2 separate regions of the Mustela erminea genome follow, and region 2 is linked to region 1. Evidence: chromatin contacts called from public Hi-C data. All regions are on one chromosome and are shown on one strand. Each heading gives the region's core, a stretch centred on a gene start, on an enhancer-like site or on the middle of the called end of the contact. The rest is flanking DNA. Distances are from core to core; before and after follow the strand shown. Region 1 holds the start of ATXN7L3 (ataxin-7-like protein 3). Region 2 holds the start of GPATCH8 (G patch domain-containing protein 8).

The links. Hi-C and Micro-C count contacts between places; a contact is called where the count stands out from the background.
Region 2: a Hi-C map of spleen shows a contact between it and region 1, with 4 times the contacts expected there. The contact joins the promoter of GPATCH8 here to the promoter of ATXN7L3 in region 1. A contact is called at or near these places in 2 of 3 Hi-C or Micro-C datasets (fibroblasts and spleen).

What each region holds. Positions count from the first base shown.
Region 1 is chr18:43,404,156-43,410,073 of mMusErm1.Pri, reverse strand. It overlaps ATXN7L3 (ataxin-7-like protein 3), which reads left to right and starts at 3,385. Exons shown (of 13, transcript XM_032320435.1): 1 at 3,385-4,039; 2 at 5,393-5,503; 3 at 5,801-5,918. The coding sequence starts at 5,453.
Region 2 is chr18:43,662,197-43,668,885 of mMusErm1.Pri, reverse strand. GPATCH8 (G patch domain-containing protein 8) reads left to right here and starts at 2,672. Exons shown (of 8, transcript XM_032322817.1): 1 at 2,672-2,934. The coding sequence starts at 2,890.

The sequences.
Region 1 (5,918 bases), core at 2,136-4,635:
ACAGACAGGCCTTCCCTAACAACTCTTTCTAATGAGGCCTCCTCCTACATCTTTGTTTCTGTATTTTTTTTACTTGTTTGCTGTCTACCTCCTCAAGTAGAAGACACCTTACCTGTCTACTACAGTAATCCCAGCACCTAAATTGCCTGGTATACATTTGACACTCAAGAAACGTTTGTTGAGGGGCGCCTGGGTGGTTCAGTGGGTTAAGCCACTGCCTTCGGCTCGGGTCATGGTCTCAGGGTCCTGAGATCGAGCCCCGCATAGGGCTCTCTGCTCAGCGGGGAGCCTGCTTCCCTCTCTCTCTCTCGGCCTGCCTCTCTGTCTACTGTGATCTCTCTCTGTCAAATAAATAAATAAAATCTTAAAAAAAAAAAAAAAAAAAAGAAACGTTTGTTGAATGAGTGAGTAAGTATGGCTTACAAGGTCCTGGGGCATCCGTTGCCCCTGCTGGCCTCTGCATGAACCCAGCTCTACTAACTCTCCATGTCTCAAAACACACCGCAGTCTCTTCCAGGGCCTCGTTCTGCCTATACACATAACCATTCCCTCTGCCTTGAATGTTCCTTTTCACCTCATTGCCTAGTTAATTCAGGGCTCCCTTGAAAAGATCACTTCTTCTGGGGTGCGTTGGGGGCTGGTCTTCTCTGACCTCTTGACAAAAAGATCATGCTATTTGTTTCTTCAGCAGTCTGGATACCTTCACAGTTGGTCTTGTTTCATCCACATCAAGCTTTGCTGGGGTGTAAACTCCAGTAGGACAAGGTCTGTGTGTCTCTCTGGCTCGTTGCTGAAACCCCAGGGCCTCACCCAGAGCCCAGACCAGCACAGTCCTTAGTGTTTATTGACTGACTGATGCTAACTGTGGGCCATCACCGCAGAAGCAGCCCAGGCCGAAGGCCGGATGAATAGAACAATCCACTTGTAAAGGAGTTTGGTGTGAGGATGGCCATGGGTAGGAAGAATTTAGGTAAACAGAGAGGAGACAGGAAGGCTTCCTGCACATGTGTCAATCCCTCAGGGCAGATATACTGGGTGTATTTAAAGACTGAGAAACAGAGCAGCATCATCAGAGTTGAGAATTCCTGATTCACATACTGGAGTTTCCTGAAGGTCTGGCCTCTCACTTCAGTGACCTTCAGAGAGTCTCCACTAGCTGGTCCCACAGTACCTACAACATACACCAAACTGAACTTGTCCTTCTTATATCCTCATATCTCCTCCTCCGAGGTCCCCATCTTGGTTAAAGGTATTTTCAGGGTTTCTTTGTCCTTTACCTCACAAGCCTTGATTGGTAACAAAAATCTACAGACTCGGGGTGCCTGGGTGGCTCAGTTGGTTAAACGCCTACCTTCGGCTCAGGTCATGATGCCAGGGTCCTGGGATCGAGCCCCACATCGGGCTCCCTGCTCAGCAGGAACTTGCTTCTTCCTCTCCTTCTGTCACTCCCCCTGCTTGTACTCTCCCCACCCCCAACCCGGACCTCAAATGAATGAATGAATGAATGAAATCTACAGACTCAGCATGCTAGAATGATCTACTTAAAATTCAAGTCTGATCAAATGGTTCCTCTTGAGGACTCCTCATGGCCTTTAGGTCTAAAGCCCTTATTACTCAGCACATCTTTAGTCCTGCATGGTCTGACCTGCTGACCTGCTGCTTCCCCACCCACTCCTATGTTCCAGCCAGGGCCCCAAACTGAAGCATACTCCTGAAGCTTGCTGTCTGGGATTGTAGCACCTTCCTGGTTTGCCTTGAACTGGTTCATCTCCCACTACAAGAAGCTGTTACTGACCAACTCTCTTACATCATTTTATCTGTTGTCCTGGCCACCCCATCCCCTGTGCATCTCTCTTGTGGTTTTTGTTTCTGTTTTTTTAAGATTTTGCTTATTTGAGATTGTGAGCAAGCAGGAGGGGGGAAGGGCAGAGGGAGAAGCAGACTCCCCACTGAGCAGGGAGCCGGACAGGTCTCAATCCCAGGACCCCAGGATCATGACCTAAGCCTAAGTCAGACGCTTAACTGACTGAGCCACTCAGGCGCCCTCTCTCTCATTTTTATCACAGTGTTTGGCAATTATTTTCCTACAGTTCTGTCTACCTGACAAATTTGTGAACTTCTTGAGGAAGCACAACTGTCTTATTTCATCTTTGCATCCCAGCACAGGGCACTGTTAAGAATTCTTAGAGCACTTACGAATAACAGCTAAAATTTATAAACCACTTACACTGAGCTAAGAGTTTCACATGCACTGACTTGTCAGTCCTCACAACAACCTAATGAGATAGGTACTATCATTATACCCGGTGACAACAGAGTAAACTGAGGCAACAGAGAGCTCACTTGCCCAAGTTTATTTGCCAGGTCTGCATATTTAAATTCAAATTTGATTCCTGGTCTTAACCACTTAGGACCATTGCCACAATATATGTTTGCTTAAGACCAAAAGCCAAGAATGATCCCCAAGTGTAATATTTAAGACTTCCCTCCTTTAACCTCCTCTTCTAGGGCAAGAGGGCTGTCAGACCCCCGTTCCAACACTCCAGACCCAGAGAATAACCGAAATAGAAGCGCCAGTCTGGGCATCGGTTGCGGCTAGGAAAGGCCTTTTCCTCCAGAAGGTAAAGGGGGACCGTGAGAGCGCGCGGATATGGGCACACCCAGTGTGGGTGGCGCAGGGTCGGGGGAAGGGTCTGGCCAGTGCCAGGCCGACTGTCCGAGAGGTGGGGGGTCCAGCGTGGGTTCCGGAAGCAGGAAAGCCGAGCAGGTGTGGGATCTAAATTAGTCTGAGCGCCGAGAGGGCGCTCGGCTCAGAAGGGCACAGCTCGGCCTCCGCCCTCAGCAGAGGACCCTCATCTCGGGCGTTCGTTGGCTCGCAGGCCTGGAGTGGGCTGAGACCCGCCCAGAAACAGGGGAACGGAGGCTCGGACGAGCCCCTTTGGCTCCATAGGTTTTCTGCCCTGAGGTGCTAACAGATCCCCACTTCAACTCCGGCCTCTTCAGAGAAGTGGCTGCACGCTACGGGGTAAATGCCGGAGTGGGGGCGCCGGGGGCGGGGGCGGAGTTGGGGGGTGGGGGGGAGAAGAGCCGGGAGCCCCGAGGGAAGGGCGGGGGATCCTGGGCCGGAAGGCGTCCCAGGCTCGGCTGGGAGCCGGCGCTCTCTTTCGACGCCACCCGCTGCCCCCGCCCCGGAGCCGGCCGGGACGGCACAACGTCTCCGCCCCCAGCGCACCGCGCACCTCACCTTGAACGTCGCTCCACCCACCGCTATCCTATTGGGCCGGCCGGACCGAGGCGAGATGGCGATTGGCCGAGGTGGCTCCAGAAAGCCCCGCCCATCTCCCCGCCCCCGTCCCCGTCCGCCGGTACTTTGGACGGCGGCGTGGCGCCCCTCCTCCCCGCCCGGTCCCCGCCCCCTGGAGCAAATGCTGCCGAGCTGCGGCCGCGGGGCAGATGCACGCGCTCGGGCCCTTCTAGCAGGCGCGAGCAGTCGCTGGGCGCGCGAAAGCGAAAGAAGGAAGAGGAAGGGAGGGCGGGGGCGGGGTGTTGAAGAGGGGCGGGAGGAGGAAGAGGAGGAGGTTGGAGCGCGCTCGCGCTTGGCCTCGCGCCCGCGCGGAGGGAGGGGGAGAGGGGCGCGCGCGCGCACGCTCGCGTTCTCGCTCGCTCCATCCATCCATCCTCCGGTCGCGGCACGCGCGCGCGCTCCGGGCTCGCGCCGCACCCCCCGCCCGGGAGAGGCGGGCTGGAGTGGGGGGCGGGGGGAGGGGCGCGCGGACGGCGCGCGGACTGCGCGCGGGCGGGGTGAGGTGAGGAGGAGGAGGCGGCGACGGGACGAGAAGGGAGGGGAAGGGGCCATGGCCGCCCGGTGAGGCGGCGAGGCGGGGGGGCGGCCCGACCCCCCGGCCCCGGGCCCTGGGCCCCGGGGAGAGGCGAGGACGGACCGACGGACATGGGGCTCCGGAGCAGCCGCCGCCGCCGCCGCCGCCGGAGGACGCGGCCCTGAGAGGCCGCCGGGCCCCGGCGCGGCCCCCCGGGCGGGGTGAGTACGGGACGGAGACGGGGACGGGGGAGGGGCCTGCGGGGGGCGGGGGGCGGGGCCCGAGGCGGGGCTTGGGCCCCCTCCCCCCAGGTCTGGGTCAGCGCCCCTTCCCCTCCCCCCGGGCCGACGCGGAAACGCCCGGCTTCCCCCGGCTTCCCGGCCCGGCCGGGGCCCCCAGCTCTCCCCCTGTCTGGGTCCCCCCTGGGCGGGGCAGGGCCGGCCGGGGAGGGGGCGCGGGGCCTTTGTTAGGGATCCAGGCCCCAGCCCCCGGGACAATAGAGACACCCTCCCGGACTCCTCTCCCCGGCCGGCTGGGGCTGTCGGCGGGCGGGGAAGGAGAGGGGCCGGGACGCGTCCCACTCTGCCCACTCTCTAGGGGTCGGACTGTCCCGGACCGGCGCCGGCCTCGGGCGGCTCGGCTCTCCTCCCCCCAGTCGGTATGATGCAGCAGCAGTGCCGCAGGGACGGGGGAAGAGCCGAGGCCCGGCCTCCTACCCTCCCCAGTGCCCCTGGCTCATTTGTCAGTCCCCACCCCACTCTAGGCCGGCAGCTCCTTAAACTCGTACCCACCGTACAGAGGGGCCCCGGACTGTGGGCGCTGTTTCTGATTCCTTTGGTGGGGATTCCTGGACTTTGGGGCTCTTGGAGAGACTTCCGGGCTGGTCCTGAGGGAGGGAGGGTGGTTATCTAAAAGAAGAACAGGTAAGGGGAGTGCCCACTCCCGGCATGCCATCCCAGACGGGCTCTACCCCCTCTTCTTGATCATGGTGGCTGGAAAGGCTCCTTCAGCTCTCGGTTTCTGTGGGCTCTGTTCCCCTGCTGTAGTCACAGGCTTATTTCAAGGGAAGACAGAGTGGGGTGAAGGTTGTAGGGTTCTAGGGCCATTCCTACTTCTGGTAGCAGTACCCCCCCAAGTGGACATCCTGGCTGAAAGCAGAGGTGACTCTGAGGAGAGCCTAGGGAAGGGGGGGGTGCATTTAGGAGTCTGTGCAGTTCTTTGCCACACCCTGTGGGTTTGCTTTGAGGCCTTAGAGTTCCTTCTCCTCCCCCTGCTGCATTGCACCATGGGTATGGAAGAGGGGTTTGAGTTTGGGGGACCTGGGGTGAGCTGCTGCCTCCCATAGACCCAGACTTTGTCTGGTAGCAGAGTCCAGGGCCCGAGTTCAGCTCTGACTAGGCCGCCTTGGGGTTTCAGGCCCTGAAGGACCATCCAGACTCAGTGAGCCTGGGCCTTGGGGAGGGGTAGATCCTGATGCCAGGATTAGGCTCTGGGCAGCGAGGTGCAGAGGGGAGGTGGCGGTCTTCAGAGGTGCCTTGGCCTCACACCAGAACCCCCCACCCCCGTGTGTGCAGCCGTGTTGCCGCCCGCTGTGCTATGAGCAGTCAGAGCGCCGTCTCCACAAGAGTTTACAAATGAAAATGGAGGAAATGTCTTTGTCTGGCCTGGATAACAGCAAACTAGAGGTGAGGGCTGCCCCACGCGTGCCTCTAGTTCTTTCTCTGGGCGTCTCTACGCCGCTGTATCTGGCATTCACACCAAAGAGGAATTGGGGTAGTCAGCCTGGTTCCTTAAAGGGGATAGCCAGCCGAGAAGGCCCAAGGATCCGGAAGAAGAAAGGACGCGAAGTCAAGATGGGGAAAATGGCAGAAGAAAGCATGATTTGGGGCCAGGGCGAATGGGCAGATGTGGTTGGTGAGAGTTGCTCTCAGTCCAGGGGACTGTGACTCTTCCTGACCGCGGACGTTCTCCCCTGGGCCCAGGCCATCGCTCAGGAGATATACGCGGACCTGGTTGAGGATTCTTGTTTGGGATTCTGCTTCGAGGTGCACCGGGCTGTCAAGTGTGGCTATTTCTTCCTGGACGACACGGACCCTGATA
Region 2 (6,689 bases), core at 1,423-3,922, 260 kb before region 1:
TTTTTGGGAGATTTCTTGCCATTTTATTTCCTAACTCTTCTATTGAATTTTTCATTTCTGCTTAAAACATTTTGACTTTCAAAAGTTGTTTTTTCTTTTTTAAAGATTTTATTTATTTATTTGTCGGAGACACGGCAAGAGAAGGGACACAATCGGGGGAGTGAGAGAGGGAGAAACAGGCTTCCTGCTGAGCACGCAGCCTGAACTGGGGCCCGATCCTAGGACCTTGGAGTCATGATCTGAGCCGAAGGCAGACGCTAAGGACAGCCATCCTGGCGCCCCCAAAAGTTACTTCTTAATCTCTGAATATTCTTTTCTCTTTTTTGGCATCCGATGCTTCCTGTTGGCCTTATTTCCTGAGGTAATCTCCTATCTCTGTGGATATTGATTACAATTCTTTTGATGGCTTCTTCTATTATTTCCATTATTTCTGGTTCCTCTGAATTCCACTTGCTGTTTTTTAACTTTGTTTTGCTTTGTTTTGGGGTGGGGTGTTTCTGTCTCACAGGTTTCTACCAATGTCTGGTTATTTTTGGCATACATTCATATATAAGAGCTGAGTGGAAGCTGTGTGTGGTTGGGGCTTCTGGAATGACGGAATTTTCTGTGGGATATCTGGACTGGAACATGACCTTTGTAAGTTGGGGAGACTCCAGTCCTATTTTTGGTGTGTGTAGGTTTTTCCCACTGAGCTGGAAGAAGCCTGCCTCCAACCAGAATGTTAGCTTTTACCAAACCTTCCCATTTACAGCATGGTATCTATTTCCTTATCTGTGCCAGATACGTTAAAAGAGTCTCTTTGTTTAGTCTTTTCAGGGGAGAACCCTCCAGTTTACTACCTGGGTGGGAAAAGGGGTCTAGCGTTTTACTGTTCTCTAAAGTGCCTTGTAACAAGTCCTGTTTTCAACTCCATCTACTTCTTCATCTTGGTACCTAGTGATTCCAATTCCTGAATTTTTGTGGTACACCTTAGCCTTAGTCAACTTGTTTCCCAGCTTTCCCACTCTAGGACGTTGTTTTCTCTATTCTACTAAAGTCATTTCCATTTATCTGTGCTCTCCAGGTTCCAAGATGGTTTTTTTTTTTTTTTTTCCCTTTCCTTCCTTTTTTTTTTTTTTTTTAAGATTTTATTTATCCATTGGACAGACAGAGATCACCAGGCAGAGAGGCAGGCAGAGAGAGGAGGGAGCAGGCTCCCTGCTGAGCAGAGAGCCCGATGCTGGGCTCAATTCCAGGACCCTGGGATCATGACCCGAGCTGAAGGCAGAGGCTTTAACCCACTGAGCCACCCAGAGCCCCCCAAGTTTTTTTTTTTTTTTAAGATTTTATTTTTATTTATTTATTTTTAAAATATTTTATTTATTTATTTGCCAGAGATAGAGGCAGAGAGCACCAGCAGGGGGAATGCAGAAGAGACAGAGAAGCAGACTCCTGGCCAGGCAGGGAGCCTGATGGGGGCTTGATCCCAGGCCCCAGGGGGATCACGACCTGAGCAGAAGTCAGGCCCTCAACCAACTGAACCACCCAGGTGTTCACCCTTCTCATCCTTTTACTGTCATCTTAGTAGGGCTGAGAGAGGGAGAAGAGGTAAATGCCTCATGTGTATCCATGTTGATTCAATCTGCCACATATACCCTCAATCTCTTTACAATGTTTACAGTCTGTGTTCTTCCTCTCAGAGTTCTTTCCACTGCTTACAATTGTATTCTGCTTGGACTGGGGTTTGATGAGGCAAAAGGTAACAAAGGAATAGAAGATACACATCCTTCCCAAAATTTACATTCCACTTGACTCTCTCAGGGTAGCGTAAGGGCTATTTTCCATTTTGTGATTTCTGTCAACTACTCTCTTCAAAAGCAGGGAAGTCCTCATACCCCCTCCTACCTGTTTTATGTATTTTGGCTGAGGGAGCTGGAGGACTGGGTGAGGTCCACAGAAAAACCATAGGATTGAAAAGTCTGAATCATAACCCACAGTCATTGCTGGGTCTGTGGCAGTAGAGATTACTACATTCAATTTCCTTATTTTATAAAAGAAAACTGAAAGCCAGAGAGCTTTAGTTGATTTGGACCAACTTCGGTCTCTTGAAAAATACTCTAATAATATCCTAAAAATGGAAACTCTTAGTAGTCGAGGGGCGTGTGGGTCTAAAGTTCCCTTTGCTTGAAAGCTGCAGGGATGTGTGTGTGTGGGGGGAGCCTTGCCCCTTGCTTTTCCTCAAAGGCCAAAGGTCATTTCAGAGGTCTCATAACTGTGCTGTTTTATTTTTTGTAACACTCATGAACATTTAAAATTATGTAATTATTTTTACTATGTATCTGACATCCCCCCGCCGGAACGTAAGCCTCACGAGAAAAGGGGTCTTTCCTGTCTGCTTGCCATTTAATCCTCAGAGCAAACTGGGAATCGAAGTAGTCTGGCTCCAAAACCCGCGCTTTCAAACTGCATTATATTGCTATGTAGTGAATAAAGCAGAGAATGGACTTCTGCACACACACGGAAACGAAAGGGCAAGAAAATATACCCTACCCGGGGAAACCAGCAGGTGGAAAACATCCCGACGTAAGCGTATTGCGCCCATGTAACCTTTCTCTCCGGAAGCGCTTGCCGCTCTCTGGCGCGAGTGCGCACGCGCTGCCGTCGGGGTCGCTCTGGGCCGCGAGCGGAGAGGGGATTTAAGGGAAGGTTCCGCCTTCAGGGCTGAAAGGCGCCTGCGCCGTCGGGGCTCTCTTATAGACGCGCTTTCTCGCTTCCTCCCTCCCTCGCCTGCGCGCGCCGGGTGGGCGTGGGAGGAGGCGGGGAATTGGGGAGGGGAGCGAGGGGGCGGGTGTCGCGGGAGGGAAGGAGCGAACCGGAGAGCGTCGTCCTGAGAGGAGTGAAGGCGGCAAAATGGCGGACCGCTTCTCCCGCTTCAACGAGGATCGAGACTTTCAGGTAAACACGGGCGTCGCCGAGAATCCGGGAAGGCGCTGGCGGAGCCGGGACGTCCTCATTCCCCGCTCCTAGTTCTTTTCTTCCAAGCTCTGCTCCGGCTTACGAACTGGCTTGCTCTTCTCCCTCCTCCCAATTCCTCTAGGGGCCTCCCAGCTTGAGGCGAGGCCGCATCTCCTCTCACCTCGTATTCTCTTACCTGTTAAGCTCAGGCCGCCGGGTTTGCAGCTTTGGCCTGCTCGGACGGGTTTCGGAAGCCTGGTTGGGCCGCAGACTGGGGACGGTGCTCCCCTCGGGTGCTCCGGGCCTGTGAAGGCGCCGGGCGGGCTCCCGGGGGGAAAAGAGGGATGGGTTGGGAGGGCTTCGGGCGGGTGTTGCTGAGACCAGGGCTTCCGAATTTCTGGGATTTGCTCGCACGGCTCTTCTTCGGGTCGTCCTTCGTCTATCCTCAGTATGATAAATCCCTTTCATTGTGTGGCTTTCCATTTCTTCCCATGGTAAAAGGATTCTTGAGTTATCAGCCGCCTCCTTGGTTGGTCAAACACTGAGATTTCTCTAGGCGTAGATGTTGCTGTTATTAGGCCGTTCATCTTGCTTGGAAAAGAGTAAGTTACAGGACTGTGGTCGCTGTAAGCTTAGCCCCAAATCCTCCCTCGAAAGATTTTAAGAAGCGTTAATGATAAGGGACTTCCTTAGCGCGTGAGAACTAGCTCCAGAAGCTCCTTTTTTTCTTTCTTTAGTTGCAAATGCTATATGGAAAAGTGTCCTTGTGATGACAGGTTATTATCGAGGGAAAAATAAAGGCCAAATTAGAATAACGCGTCTTTCAGTTGTTTTAAAATACCTTCCTGTTGAGCATTGTTATCGCAGAAATCTCGGCGACTAAAAGGGATTTAGTAGAAATTGGCTGTTTCTAGGGTAAAATACATCCTCAGAGTCTCAAAGAAACCACTGCATTACTACCGCATATCCTGGCAACAGCAATTTGGGTCAGGAGAATGAACATCAGAACTCAAGTTTTTATCCCGCTGCAGATCTTCCTCCGAGTAACATGGGATACTCTAGATACGTTTCAGAAGGCAGTTTGAAGGGTTTGCGTTCCCTGAGATGATGGAGTTGGTAAATAAACAGACAAAGCAGTTAAACAACAACAGTCTAGTGCATAGAACGCTTGTGATAAGTTTTGCAGCAGTAAGGGATCAAGGGGCTGTTGAAAAACCTTGTGATCATGCGCCTGCTGTCTAACTGCAGCACAATACAGGATCTCAAGGTGTTTAAGAATATAGTGCAGGTGCAGGGAAGTTGAAGCAGTTCTTATATAGCCATTTGATCCCTGAGGTTTTTTTGTTTTTGTTTTTGTGTTTTTTTTAAAGCTCCTGCGTGAGTAGGCTACAAGATGTGTGGGCTTTTATTGGTAATTATTTTAAAGAGACCTGTTAACTAAAATCTCAAGTGCTTTTCAGAGGAGAAAATTTCAAGGTGACCTAATAAAATTGAAAAGAAATAACATGGACAATTAAGTGATGAGGGAAAATGGCTCAATCACAGAATTTCAGCCGACTTAAACAGATTTGCAGGGCCTTGAAAGAATTTGACACCTGAATAGCAGATTGTGAATGCTGTCACCTGAAAAAATTGAGAAAGCCTCTGCCTTTTCTAGTAAGGTGACTTTCTCTTCTGATATTCTAGCTGGGTTTATCTGAAACCTGATGGGTAGTTCTGTGAAGATAGTACGTGTATTTTAAGTTTTTTTCCTGCTTGTATGTTGGAATAACCCAACTCCTGCAGCTAGGAAAATGTTGGTTTTCTAAAATTCAGATCTCCTAATATGGGTAAAATAGGGTACTGGGAATGAAAACCTTTTAGACAACTAAAAGATGTTAAAACTTTTGTAAATTATTATACTAACATTTCTATTTCTTTCTTTCTTTTTTTTTTTTTTTAAGGATTTATTTACTTATTTGACAGAGACACAGTGAGAGAGTGAACATAAGCAGGGGAGTAGGAGAGGGAGAAGCAGACTTTTGCTGAGCAGGGAGCCCAAGGTGGGGCTCGATCCCAGGACCCTGAGATCATGACCTGAGCTGAAGGCAGAGCCACCCAGGCGCCCCTAACATTTCTATTTCTTTTTATTAAATTTTATTTATTTATTTGATATAGACACATAGTGACAGAGATAGCAAGAGAGCAAAGCAGGGAGAGGGGGAGCCCGATGTGGGGCTCGATCCCAGGATGCCTGGATCCTGACCTGAGCCAAAGGCAGATGCTTAACCGACTAAGCCACCCAGATGCCCCTGTGCTAACATTTTTTTTCTTTTCTTTTCTTTTCTTTTCTTTTTTAAATATTTTATTTATTTATTTGACAGACAGAGATCACAAGTAGGCAGAGAGGCAGGCAGAGAGTGAAGCAGGCTCCCCGCTGAGCAGAGAGCCGATGCAGCGCTCCATCCCAGGACCCTGGGATCACGACCTGAGCGAAGGCAGAGGCTTTAACCCACTGAGCCACCCAGGTGCCGCTGTACTAACATTTCTAAAAAGTATCCATTTAAAATAGTCAACTACAATAAATTAAAAAAAAAAAAAACTTAAAGTAGTATTTCTTCGGGATGTTTTAATAAGAAAAAATACTGATTTTCATTAATGATATCCTTCAATTTATAGTTATTAGGGAGAAAATGTAAGAGCATGCTCCTGTATATAGTACATCTAAAACATTTTGAGGTTGGATTATTAAAATTAAATGTGGCCTCCTTTTAAGATTTTGAGTGATAAACGAGGTGAATCCATTGAGTACATTTGAAAACAAATCCAAAGTAGGTTTCCGAAGAGTGCATGGATCCTGTTGCTTTTAAAAAGATCTTACAGCACTAGAAATTTTTCTGTGTATCTTCTCCAGTAAGTTCTAGGTGACTGTCATTTTTTTGGCTTTAAATTGGCAAGATAACTAAAAATGATAAAATTTCACTCTTTGCCAATTTACCATCACTTGCAAATTTTGGAGAGTTTGTGGTATCTTGAACTTAGTATGGAGTCAGAGGTGGATTCACTTATTTGGGAACACCTGAAGTTTCAAAGGTGTTTTATGTAGTATGGTGAGGAGCTTAATTAACGGTGGCATGGCACCTGAAGCACTTAGGAATATAAAGAGTAATCATTATTAAGAACATACATTTAAACATTTTCACTAACTTCATTTTAATAATAAATAGGCACCATTCTACACACTATATGTGTATTTTCTCATAGTCTTTGCAATAACTCTATGAGGTAGGTACTATTAACGCTCATTTTCAAATGAGGCAGCTGAGGCACAGAGAGTTAAGTAACTTGGCCAGGTATATATAGCTGGTAGATGGCAGCACCTAGAGTCCCACCCTGGCTCTTAAGACTCTTGAACCTATGCACATGGCCATTATCTCTACTGCCACTTACATATTTTATATAACTGTAATTGAGTCATCAAATACAGAGGATAAACTTACAAATTATGAAGAATAAGTGAGCTTTTAGAGAGGTTATACAGTTAGTTTTTACTGTTTTCCCCTTTGTCCAGAACGGTTTCTTGTTCTCCCAAGGACTTAGAAGGAGACTTCTGACAGTGATGAGTTACACTATCATAGAGGACATATTGTTAACTCTTATTTTAGTTTAGACATTGTTTTGTGTGGGGCTTAAAAAAAAAATTATTTATTTATTTATTTGTCAGAGAGAGAGAGAGAGAGAGAGAGAGCCCACACACAAGCAGAGGGAGTGGCAGG